Regions from separate parts of the Mus musculus genome. Here all the other regions are linked to region 4. A link is a contact called in public promoter capture Hi-C data. All regions are on one chromosome and are shown on one strand. The core of a region is the stretch at or near the end of the contact, and the rest is flanking DNA. Distances in the headings are between cores, read along the strand shown. Region 1 holds the start of Sox8 (SRY (sex determining region Y)-box 8). Region 2 holds the start of Tsc2 (TSC complex subunit 2). Region 3 holds the start of Sstr5 (somatostatin receptor 5). Region 4 holds the start of Tmem204 (transmembrane protein 204).

Region 1 (2,700 bases), core at 66-2,565, 490 kb after region 4:
CCACCACCAATCTCTCTCAAGAAAGACAACAGGACCCAGTGAAAACTATACTTCGACAAAGGCAAGGAAGGCTTTCTGGAAACCAGCCATCCCAAGTTGCCAGGAGTGATGGAGAAACTCCGGGAGATTGTCCTCAGAGCACACACACACACACCCTGAGAATCTCTCGACCTTGAACCTCAACTTGCCGGCCAAGCTGAGAGGGCAAGACAACCTGGCTGTCCTGCTCAGCCCAGTATCACTACTACACACTGTTTCAAACTCGAATAGAGGCAGCTTGGGAGGTGGGACTGTGCAGCTGTCTTCAATAATGCCTGCCTTTCTCAGGCCAAAGTGCTCATTGAGCCTGTCACTTTCACCTGCTCTTTCCTTCCCCAATTCCAGGTTCCTGTGGCCTGGGAGCAGTACCTGCCAGAGGACTTGGACTCCTCATGGACCCCGGAGTCCCAGCTTCTGCCCAGGACAAAGCAGCTTGATGCCTACCCAATATGCCTACAGGCCGTGGTGGCCACTCGATGCTAGGATCCCCAGTTCTGCAGTTCTCAGCAGGATATCCCAGGAGAGGAGAAAGGACTGGAGGGTCACACTCCAGGCACTGGCCTCCGTCCATCTCCAAAGTCCCACACCTGGTGTCTCTGTTGACCAGACCCACCCTGGAACCAGCCCAGGAGCACAGCCCAAGCTGGGGCACGAAGTCACTCCTTTCCTCAGCCTGAGTGTCAAGAGTCCCCACACTCACCGCCACAGCTTGCCTAGGGTCTTGCTGAGCTCTGCGTTATGGAGATGCGGGTACTGGTCCGCCAGCTTGCGGCGCGCCGCCTGTGCCCACACCATGAAGGCATTCATGGGCCGCTTCACGTGTGGCTTGGCCTTGAGCGTGCCGCCACCGCCGCCGCGCACAGGCATAGGCACCAGACTCCAGTCATAACCCTTAAGCACCTGCGACACGGCATCACGGATGCAGGCTGGGAAGCGTTCGTCTGCTGCCTCAGCAGTATCCCCTCGGCCGCCGCCCCCCGCGCGGCCCAGGCCCTCTGATCCCGCGGGCGACGGTGGCGCGTCGGAGTCCGAATCCTCCACGTGTGACATGGAGCTAGCGGTGCCAGACGGGCTGCAGGGAGGCTGGGCGCGGGCCTCACTCATGTCCAGCATCGGGGCCACGCGCGGAGGGGCACTCAGTGGGGATGGACGCAGGGGTCGCGCCCGGTCACTCTGTGGAAGGACACTCTAGAATCCAAGGTTGCCACGCAGGACCCAATCTTTGTCCTCACCGCAGGGGCCCAGCAGCAGCTCCTCCGCCGCAGTAGCTCAGTCTCAGTTCTGGGACCCGCAACAAGTTTCTTTAAGCCGTGGTCGAAACCCCGCCCCTCCCGGTCCGGGTTGGCAGGTCCTCCCCAGGCGGAGCTTGTATGCCCCGCCCCGAATCCAAAGAAGCCTTGCGACCCCGCTCCACCCTCCGTACCACGTGGGCCAGGCGCCCCGCAGCCTGATCCCTCGGCTGAGGCGGGGTCAGAGGGCTAAGGGTGACTGACTGCCCAGTGCATGGATCTCAGCAGCACGGCTTGACTTTCGGGCGGCAGGCAAGGATGCTAATCCACAAGGTTCCTGAGTCCAACATCCCTCCCTCCAATGTGGGGCTCGAATCCGCTATTGCAACCAAACCCGGGTTCTGCCCGCAGGGTGGCGCAATGACAAGAGCCACCAGGTGACCCTGGTAACTCCCGCACCTAGGTGAGCTGGAGGACCCCGGGGCTAGACAGAGGTGGGAGGGCGGGGGCGCTGGGCGGGGCTGCTCTGGCAGTGACTGCTGAGTCCCTGAGGGCGGTCAGGCGGATGGAGGGGCCGGACGCGGGGGCTCGGGTCCTTCCGGGTATGACCTGTGGTGGGGGCGCGGAGGCCCTGGCGGGCGGGCCTGGGTGGTCTGGCGGAGGCGGAAACCACGCTGGGCCGCTTCTCCTCAGCGCCTAGAGAGAAGGCGGAGAGTGCTCAGGGTCGGAGAGGGGACGTTTCTCCCGAGGCGAGAGCCAAGCCTGACTCCGAACCGCGCCCGAGGTCGCCCCCGCGACTTGCCTCCCAGCCCGGAGGTCTCCAAGTGCAGCTAGGAGTCTCTCGCCAAACTCAAAGGAGGCGATGTACCTGCCACCCTAAGCTTGTCTGGGTGGCATAGAGCTGTGGCTCTCGAGAGCTCGGTAACCCTAAAGGAAGCCACCTGTTTCCCAAGCCCGTGGAGGCGGCTGCAGGGAAGAACTGTGGTCTCTAATAATCTCCATCTCCACCCAAGCCGTGAGTGGTGCCCTAACCTTCAGGTCTGGGATCCCAGCCTCCAATCAGACTTTCCCTGCAGACCTGGAAAAGGCCAGTCCTGTGCAGTGTGGCCTTAGGGCATCTACAGCTCTGGACAGAGGGAGAAGGTCCAAGTCCCTGCTTCCTGCTGAGGGGACGGCTAAGGAAGAGAAACTACCTTAATGGTGACCTTATTCTATTCTAGTTCTCTCTCTCTCTCTCTCTCTCTCTCTCTCTCTCTCTCTCTCTCTCTCTCCTCTCTGTCTCCCTCCCTCTTCCCTCTCTGTCTGTCTCTCTCTCTCTCTCTCACTGTGTGTGTGTGTGTGTGTGTGTGTGTGTGTGTGTGTTGTGTCGATGGAGAGCTAGCTGCCATTGCCTGCTGAACTCTCTCCATATTTTAACCATTACCTGCCAAGA
Region 2 (2,700 bases), core at 167-2,666, 450 kb before region 4:
TGAACTTCCCCAGTGCTGGGCAGGATTAGCAGCATACACCAACCACCACCATCACCCAGCATTTTGTTTTGTTGTGTTTGGTTTGGTTTTTTAAGGCTGGATCTCGAGGCTGGTGAGATAGCTCAGTGGTTAAGAGCACTGACTGCTCTTCCAGAGGTCCTGAGTTCAATTCCCAGTAACCACATGGTGGCTCACAACCATCTGTGATGGGATCTGATGCCCTCTTCTGGTGTGTCATCTACAGTGTGTGTGTGTGTGTGTGTGTGTGTGTGTGTGTGTGTGTGTGTGTGTGTGTATGTTAAATAAATAAATCTTTTTTTAAAAGTTCCTAAAAAGAAAGGGTGGATCTCCAATTTAAAAAAGGAAACGAACATCTTTGAGGAGAGGAGGACCCAGTCTCACTACTGTAGCTCAGGTGGGTTACAATTATGTTGCCTCCAACTTCATAATCCTATCTCCTCTGCCTCTCACGTGCTGAGAGAGTACAGGGCATCTATCTACCATAACACTAAACAAAATAAGTTTTCATACAACACCTAACTTCTAAGGCAAGTGTGCTAAAGCAGGACACCAAGATCCTGAGGACAGGCATATATCTGTCTCCACAGTACTGGGGACAGCAGCCCTATGCAGATGGTTACCAGCAACCCATCTCCCACAGAACCCAATGACAGACAAACCCAGCCTTCCTAGCCTTTGTGCTGGGCTAGCCAAGACATTGGCCACTCACTCACTCTCAAGATTTCCGATGTGATGATAAACTCAGTCTGTTTGCCTTCTGCACACCTGGGATTTGGCCTCGATGTTCCCAATCCCAACAGTATCTTGAACTTCTCCTTCAAGCCGGAATCTTTGCTTGTTGGTTTGGCCATGGTGGGCAGGGCAGTACTAGAGAACTGCTCTGTGTAGAAATAAACATATTATTTGATACACCCCAGGAAAGGTTCTCCCTTCTGCCCTCGAGGCGAACCTCCAGAATCCTAGGTCAAGGGTAGGCAATAACCTGTCCTTCCTACAGCCTCTGGGGCAACTCAACTCCATGCAGGAGGAACTCAGCCACAAATCAACTCCGGAGGTATAGGCTTACTCTAGCGACCCGCCTGTTGATTGCCATTAGTTCTCCCTAGGTTAAGGAGGAGCTGTCGCGTGAATAGATGCAGAGGCCCGCTCACATTCGCAATGGAGGGCTTGAAGCGCTAGGACTTGTCAGCGGTGGGAGCGGCGGAGGATTGGAATCAGAACGACCAATTCCCCTCACCCCATCGCGACGCGACCACACAAACCATCGCAACCCGCCCCAGCAGTCAGAGCCTCCAGGGCTACTCACCCCGCGCGCGCCTTTCGCGCGCAGGTCCTCCTGCACCCAGGGAAGGGCGCACACCCCCGGCCCAGGGCAGCTGCCGGAAGCGCAACCCGTACTTCCGGGGGCGAGGCTTTGCTGACTATTTGCGTTGAGCTCTCTGGGAATTGTAGTTTCGCGTGCGCGTTGAGCAAGTGGTGGGATCGCGGGGCTGCTCGGAGGAGTAGTTTACAGCCCAGGCATGAACTCAGGGGTGCGGATGGTGACTCGCAGTCGGAGCCGCGCGACTAGGATCGCGTCGGAAGGGTGTAGGGAGGAGCTCGCCCCGCGAGAGGCTGCTGCAGGTAGCTCTGCGCCTGCAGGCGTTTTGGAGGAAAGGAGGAACGTGGAACTTTGGCTCCAGGCTTGCGTCCCGGGCCGCAGCATCTGACCTAAACTCTAGGCGCCGCGGAGTAGGCAGCTGCCTTGAATCTTGAATTGAAGCTACGCTTAAATCTCACGTGGCCCCACTTCTAGCTTCTTCCAAGGGTCTGGGACCCGCAGGGTCTGCAGGGTCCGTAAGACTGGGTTCTGGATGTATTCATCCACCCTTATCGCCAGTGAAAAGTTTTAGTCCAACCAGCCTAGCTTAGGACATTCACTTGCTCCAGGCTGTCCGTGGGACACAGCTCTGTTCTCAGAGCTGCCTCCCTCTCTTGTAGGGCCAGGCTGTGTGCCAAGAACACACCCAGCTAGAAGTCTTCTCTCCCAGCTGGACGGTGGTTCTGAAAGAAAACAGGCCCAGAGAGAAAACAGGAAAGGGCATGGCACTCATTGTGTTTGTCCTGTAGCCATTAAGGGCCTACTATGTGCCAACTAGTGGTACTCAGGGAGTAATTATCAGCCCGTCCCCGCCTGGGACTTAGACATAAGTGGCTAGAGCAGGAGTGTGCGTAGGCAGCAATGGTCTCCCAGAATCGGTTCAGTAGTAGAGATCCGCTGGGATCCAGGCTGAGGCTTGGCAAGGGCCAAGGGCCACAGAAAGTGTTGATACTGTTAAGGCAGCAAATGTTTTATAGTAGTAGAGTTTGGAGCTCATCCTAAATGCAACGATTTCTGAAAGGGGAGTTGCACTGTCCAGTTTGGGTGTGAAGAGAGAGGTTCTCTTGAATGTAACTCAAAGGACTTGGGACAAAGGAGAGAGGTTATATTATCCTAGAGGCTGTTACTAGTGTCGGTGTGCTAACAGGCACTTTGTCAGACTGTCATGTACTGTTGTGACAAGGGCAGAGCACAGCACTTCTGTACACATCGTGGTAGATAATGGACAGTTAGTTGCACAAACAAGTGTGGGGATGTGGATTGGCAGGTAAGCAGCACCCTTCCCCCACCCTCATATAAAACCCACTCCAAAGACTGAA
Region 3 (2,700 bases), core at 170-2,669, 420 kb after region 4:
ACCTTGATGTTCGACTGGACCCTGATGTATCTGGAGATGCAACTATCAAATTGCCCATCCTGTAAGCTTCTGCCCCCTCTCCTGCTCTGCTGAGGATGGGGCTGGAGCCACACCCCCACCCCACCGCACCCCATCCCTGTCCACAGCAATTAACGACCCCCCTCTTGCTTCCTTTTCCCAAATACACTCCACCTCAGAACACTTCTGGAGGCAGCCTGGGCCAAGGCAGGGGGAAAGTTAGGCAGTTGGACCAACAGGGAGGCCAGGATTGCACAAACCCATCAAAGGGGCTCAATGGGTCTCCCTGCCCTGAAGAAAGCTATTTCCATTTCCAGCCCCTTCCTCAGAAATCCGAGCCTTTACATTACGGGAAACCAAACCAATGCCCAGTTATGGTTGGTCATTGCTGCTATTGGAGGCTCCATGCATCCCACCTGACCCTGCGATGCATTCTGTTGCTCAGCAACAGTCCCAACATCTGACTTTGGGCACCTGGGTTCTAGTTCTCATAACCCTAAGTCACACAACCGATGGCAGGGAAGGGAAGGACCTTGAACATCAAAGAAAGTTCTAGGACATTCTCCATCCCACGTAGGGGAGCGTTATGACTAGAGGACTGGGGGACTCCTGAGACAGAAGTGCCCCGCAATGGCCATGTGGGGACTTGATTCCCAGAGGGAAAGGGTGTACCCAGATTTCCTGCTCTGGCGCAAACAATCCCGGGGAACTCAGATCCTGCAGGGCGTCTATACGTGCCAGGCCGCAGCCCCATGGTTGACACCACTCTGCCGGCCGCCAGCGGACCCATATGCGTACGCTGCTGCTCTCCTCCCCGACCGTCCCCCACCCTCGGCGTCCAGCTGCAGACCTCCTACCCTGCCTGATGTTATCTCTGCGCCCTCCCACTTTCCCTCCGAGACCGTGGTTCTGAGGCCTCTGGGCTCACCCAGTTCACAACCCTCCCTGGCATAGGGTGCGCGCCATGGAGAGACGAGGGGCGCATAGGCAGAGGGAGATGTCTGGGTCCTTTATGGCTTCTGACCTGACCCAAGCACACCGGGAGGCCTCCGAGTCTCCGAGACAGAGGCAAAAGGATGAAGCTCTGAGGTTGGGGAGCAGACGCGAGAGAAGCTGGGGCAGAGGCAGGTGAGCCCCGTAGATGCCCAGAGGAGCTTGGGAGCTGCAAGCAGGGGGCGAAAGGCGGGACCCCAGGCCTGAGCTGCGCGCAGAGACAGCGGGAAGAAGCGACAGACCTGTGCAGGACAGGATGCCCACGCCGGGGCGGACGAGGCGGCGGTACTTCGCGGTCAGGCAGCGCCCTCGAGCTCAAAGAGCAGAGCGCTCACTGGATTGCTGTACGAAGTCGGCGCCCGCCCTCAGGCTAGGGGGAGGGAGAGGGTGGAGGAGATAGAGGGGGCGTGGCTAAGCCAGGCTGGCCGAGAGCCTCCGGTGGGGTGGGGTGGGGTGGGGTGGGGTGGGGTGGGGTGGTGAGGCAGGGTAGAAAGGGCGAGCTCCCATGGCCAGGTCGAGAATGGGGGTTTCCGGGAGGATTGGGGGGGGGGGTCGGGGCATTAGAGTCAGGTTGCCTGGGTGGACTCTTATCTAGCCACCTGATGCTCCAAGTCACCTAAGTCTATCAGTCTCTGAGACCTTTGTGCAGTCCTTGTGTGGTCGACTGTGACTTAGACCACGCCTCCATCCCATCCTTTTTTCCAACCATCAGTTTGAGCTGTGACTGGAAGTTTAGGGCTGAAGGGAGTCCCTCTGATGCCTGCAGAGTCTGAGTCTCACTCCTGAGAGAAGTCTGGTGGCCTATAGCGATGTCTGAGGTGAGGTTCCAAGAGCAGGGTTCCAAGAGCAGAGGGAAGGCAGTGGGAATCCTCAAGGCAGAGTGTGGTCCCTGAACAGGCAGGGGTGAGCCTGAGTCTGTACTTCCTACCAGGCCCCAGGCTTTAAGATGCTGCTCACTGAGTTGCTGACTCTAACAAGAGTTGAGTGTCTGCCTCCTCTGGAGCTAGGGACAGGGGTTATCCCAGCAGCTCTGTGGCTCAGAGCTGGCACACAATTCATTTCTTTAACCTGATCTGAAATTCTGCAGTACCACCAAGAACAGCTGACACACATAAAGGATGTGGGACTCAGCTACATACTGCTTGTCCTCCAGTGGAGATGGTTCAGCTAATCAGGTAGGTGGCGCCTGAGTGTGCTCGCGCTCTCTCTCTCTCTCTCTCTCTCTCTCTCTCTCTCTCTCTCTCTCTCTCTCTCTCTCTCTCTCTCTCTCTCCCTCTCTCTCCCTCCTTCCCTCCTTCCCTCCCTCCCTCTCTCTCTCCCCCCCATTCTATGGTTTTTCCATGGAACTTGGATTAGGTTTGTAATGGAGAGAGCGCAATTGCTTAGCAATGGCCCGTGCTCCAGCTCCTCATGGTACTCCTCCCCAGCCAGATTTGGACTCCACATTTAGGAAGAGCTCAACCTTTCCTTAGTCCTGAGCTCCATCTAAGTGACTGTCAGCTTCCTGAGGAGGCTGCCCAGATCCTGCCACAAGGACACCTCCACTGTTCTGCAGACTGGGGGGCCTCCTCTCTGGCTTCAGATGGCAGCTGTTAGTCCATTGCCTCTAGGGGCTGATGGCTGCCTTCTCTGGTGCCTTACAGGGTACATCAAGGCAGATTAAGCCACCCTGGATCCCAGGGTCTCTGC
Region 4 (2,700 bases), core at 53-2,552:
ACCATGGGCGTCAGGGAGGTAACACTCTGCCCTTTGCTGCTCTGTGCCTCCTCTGGTCTCCCGGACATCCCAGCCAGAGTCTCCTGCACTGTCCGAAAGGCCCTGACCACCTCAGCCGTTAAGACAGAACTCAGCCACATGTTCTCACACTTCTTGTTTTCCTTATTAAGTAATATTTCTTTCTAACCAAGGAAAAATGACTTGCTTTGATTAGGATACCCATCTTTCATCCTTCAGCCACATGTAATGGCAGAGAAGGAGCCTCCAGCCACGGGAGTGACTTCTTGTGAAGGAAGCCACAGACAGAGTCTAAGCTGAACAGTGGAGCTCTGTAGCGTTGCTTGTCAGGGTGGGCAGGAGGTGCAGGTTCCCTGCTGCCACCCTCAGCATGGACGGACACAACCTCCCCTCACCTAACCACTGGAAGGTGACAGAAAAATAACAAGACTTACGTTTGACGGTGCCTCGGGACTCCTGGAAACCTGCTGATTCCGAGCCCCATCCTAGAACCTCACAGTCATGGGTGTCCACCTGCCCAGTTCGAGTCCCAGGGCTTGTGACTCCCTTACCCCTGTCCACCAGCCAGCAAGACTTCCACAGCCCCACACTCCGCTTGCGTCCGTCCTCCAGCGTCTGGTACACCCAATTGGGGGTGAAGGCTGCTGCGTTGTTGAGGATGAGGGAGACCAGGGCCACCAGCACAGCGGTGGCCACAAGCTTCTGGAGAGTCATCTCTGACTTCCAGGACTGTCTATCTCGGAGAGTTCCAAGTCCCAGTCAGCCGCTGTGCATCCAGAGAAAGCCAAGATGCTGCTAGGGGTGGCTAGAGGACATCAGCACTCATCCTTGGGAAGCTATGCGGCAGCTCCAGCCCGGCACAGGAGGATGTCGCCCATGGGACGGGTCCAAGAGAGCTACTCACAGCCCTGTCTTAGCCTGCCTCTTGAGCCTGGAGCAGGGACAAGCCTGTGCTGAAGCTGGTCTCCCCAAGACCCATTCCAGGGAGAAATCTGGGGCACTGGCTGCACCAGCGAGAATCCAGAGTTGTAAGTGGGTCGTCTTCTTTGGAACAGAGGCCAGGGAGGCTGTGTCCACAGTGCCTCTTGCCTACAGCAGTGGAAAATGGACAGCAACTCGGGAGGCAGGCACAGCGTGGGAATCAGCCAGGTTACGCGCCTCAGAACGGGCTGTGGGAGCCAGTCTGATGGAGGAACAGGGTTGTGGACGCAGTGTGGGTTTGGCCACCTCTCTGCTATGTATCCCGTCTTGGTATCTCTGCCACAAATGGCAGGTCCTGAAAAGCAGAACGCCTGCCACAAGGAAGCATGTGTATGCGCGTATGTGTGTGAGCTCCCGTTTCCCTGTCTCTCAGCAGAGAGGAAATGGTTGTTTTTGAGGCTGTTTTTGGTGAGCAGGAGGGCGTAGCCAACTGCAACAAATAGCAGCCCTGCCACAGAGCCAGACACTAACAGGATGTGCTTCCTGATGGGAAAGGCCTGGGGAGACTTCAGAGGCCTGCTCCAGCCCACCACTGGCTGCCCCTCCCCATCTTCCTGTCCCATAGGAATAGTCAGGGATGCCAGCCAGGACACTCATCTTCTTACCTGTTGCCGTCAAACCTAGCCAGCTGTGCTAGGTCCCGGACCAGGGGATGCTGCAGACAGCACGGGCAGGCAGAATCCTCAGGGACTAGGTGTCCATCCATCCATCCATCCATCCATCCATCCATTGCCTAAGGCATGATAGGTGCTGTGAATCCCCAATGTCTAAAGCAGTGGTTCTCAGTCTGTAGGTCATGACCTCTTTGGGGGTCAAATGACCCTTTTACACGGGTCACCTGAGACCATCAGAAAACACAGATATTTGCATTAGAATTCATAACAATAGCAAAATTACAGTTGTGAAATAGCAACAAACTAATTTTATGGTTGGGGGTCACCACAACATGTGGAACTAATGGCAGGACAGAGTAAGGTGTAGAGGCACCTGAGGCAGGCCACCATCTGCTGACAGAGATCCATTCACCTCAAGGGAGCAAGTGTACTCAGACCTTACAAGGAAGGGGAACCTTGAGGAACCTCTGCAAGGGGTTGTTCTTGGGCTGGCAAGAAAAGGTGGGATTCTGTAAGGGGTTGTGCCACCAAGCAGGCTGGATAGCTGATGTGACTTCTGAGCAGCCAAGTTTGCTTACTAGCAAAGTGCTCGCTCCCCTGAGGCTGGACAGAGCGACTGTACATTTGCTCTCCTTCCTCATAGCGCTTCAGCTCTGGTAAATAAAAGCCACCAGGTCTGAGACTGTGTCCCGCCTCCAGAGCCTCCCACCAGGGTTCCAGAGCTGCATAAATGAACACAAGAACGCAGGAGCTGTGGGCTGAACCATCTCAAACACACGTACTGCACCGCACCGCACCGGGCAGGATTGGGACAGCCTGGTGCTGACTAGTGCACTGGCCGGGACAGGCCGGAACCGACCTTTCCTGTCTTCATGAACTGACATGCTGGGCCACCCCCTACTTCCTAGTGTGGCTGCCTTCAATCACACGTTCCCATATATAGTCAGGCTCCTGGCACTCCTTAAGTTTACATTCCAAAAGGCAAGGACTCTGTCTCTGTCCAGCCTTTTGACTGTCAGCAGTTCTGAGAATGTAAGTCCTCTGAGGAATAATATGATTTTTCACCCTCAAGTTTGTAGCAAGTGTC

Evidence for each region. Promoter capture Hi-C pulls out the DNA fragments that hold promoters and counts their contacts.
Region 1: a contact with region 4 is called in a promoter capture Hi-C map of embryonic stem cells, with 7 times the contacts expected there. The contact joins the promoter of Sox8 here to the promoter of Tmem204 in region 4. A contact is called at or near these places in 9 of 39 promoter capture datasets (the HPC-7 cell line, cranial neural crest, embryonic stem cells and 3 more) and 1 of 115 datasets of contacts at active chromatin or transcription factors (bone marrow-derived macrophages).
Region 2: a promoter capture Hi-C map of liver shows a contact between it and region 4, with 3 times the contacts expected there. The contact joins the promoter of Tsc2 here to the promoter of Tmem204 in region 4. A contact is called at or near these places in 5 of 39 promoter capture datasets (hippocampal neurons, liver, pre-B cells and 1 more).
Region 3: a contact with region 4 is called in a promoter capture Hi-C map of embryonic stem cells, with 4 times the contacts expected there. The contact joins the promoter of Sstr5 here to the promoter of Tmem204 in region 4. A contact is called at or near these places in 12 of 39 promoter capture datasets (the HPC-7 cell line, HPC-7-derived erythroid cells, embryonic stem cells and 6 more) and 1 of 484 Hi-C or Micro-C datasets (liver).

The regions. Positions count from the first base shown.
Region 1 is chr17:25,569,371-25,572,070 of GRCm38.p6, forward strand. Sox8 (SRY (sex determining region Y)-box 8) reads right to left here and starts at 1,316. Exons shown (of 3, transcript NM_011447.3): 1 at 740-1,316. The coding sequence starts at 1,152. Cerox1 (cytoplasmic endogenous regulator of oxidative phosphorylation 1) reads left to right here and starts at 1,441. Exons shown (of 2, transcript NR_045176.1): 1 at 1,441-1,731.
Region 2 is chr17:24,631,211-24,633,910 of GRCm38.p6, forward strand. It overlaps Tsc2 (TSC complex subunit 2), which reads right to left and starts at 1,417. Exons shown (of 42, transcript NM_001286713.1): 1 at 1,328-1,417; 2 at 735-901. The coding sequence starts at 872. Nthl1 (nth (endonuclease III)-like 1 (E.coli)) reads left to right here and starts at 1,472. Exons shown (of 6, transcript NM_008743.2): 1 at 1,472-1,644. The coding sequence starts at 1,542.
Region 3 is chr17:25,495,869-25,498,568 of GRCm38.p6, forward strand. It overlaps Sstr5 (somatostatin receptor 5), which reads right to left and starts at 1,420. Exons shown (of 3, transcript NM_011425.3): 1 at 1,254-1,420.
Region 4 is chr17:25,079,812-25,082,511 of GRCm38.p6, forward strand. It overlaps Tmem204 (transmembrane protein 204), which reads right to left and starts at 1,303. Exons shown (of 3, transcript NM_001001183.1): 1 at 453-1,303. The coding sequence starts at 732. All of the region lies in intron 18 of Ift140 (intraflagellar transport 140), which reads left to right.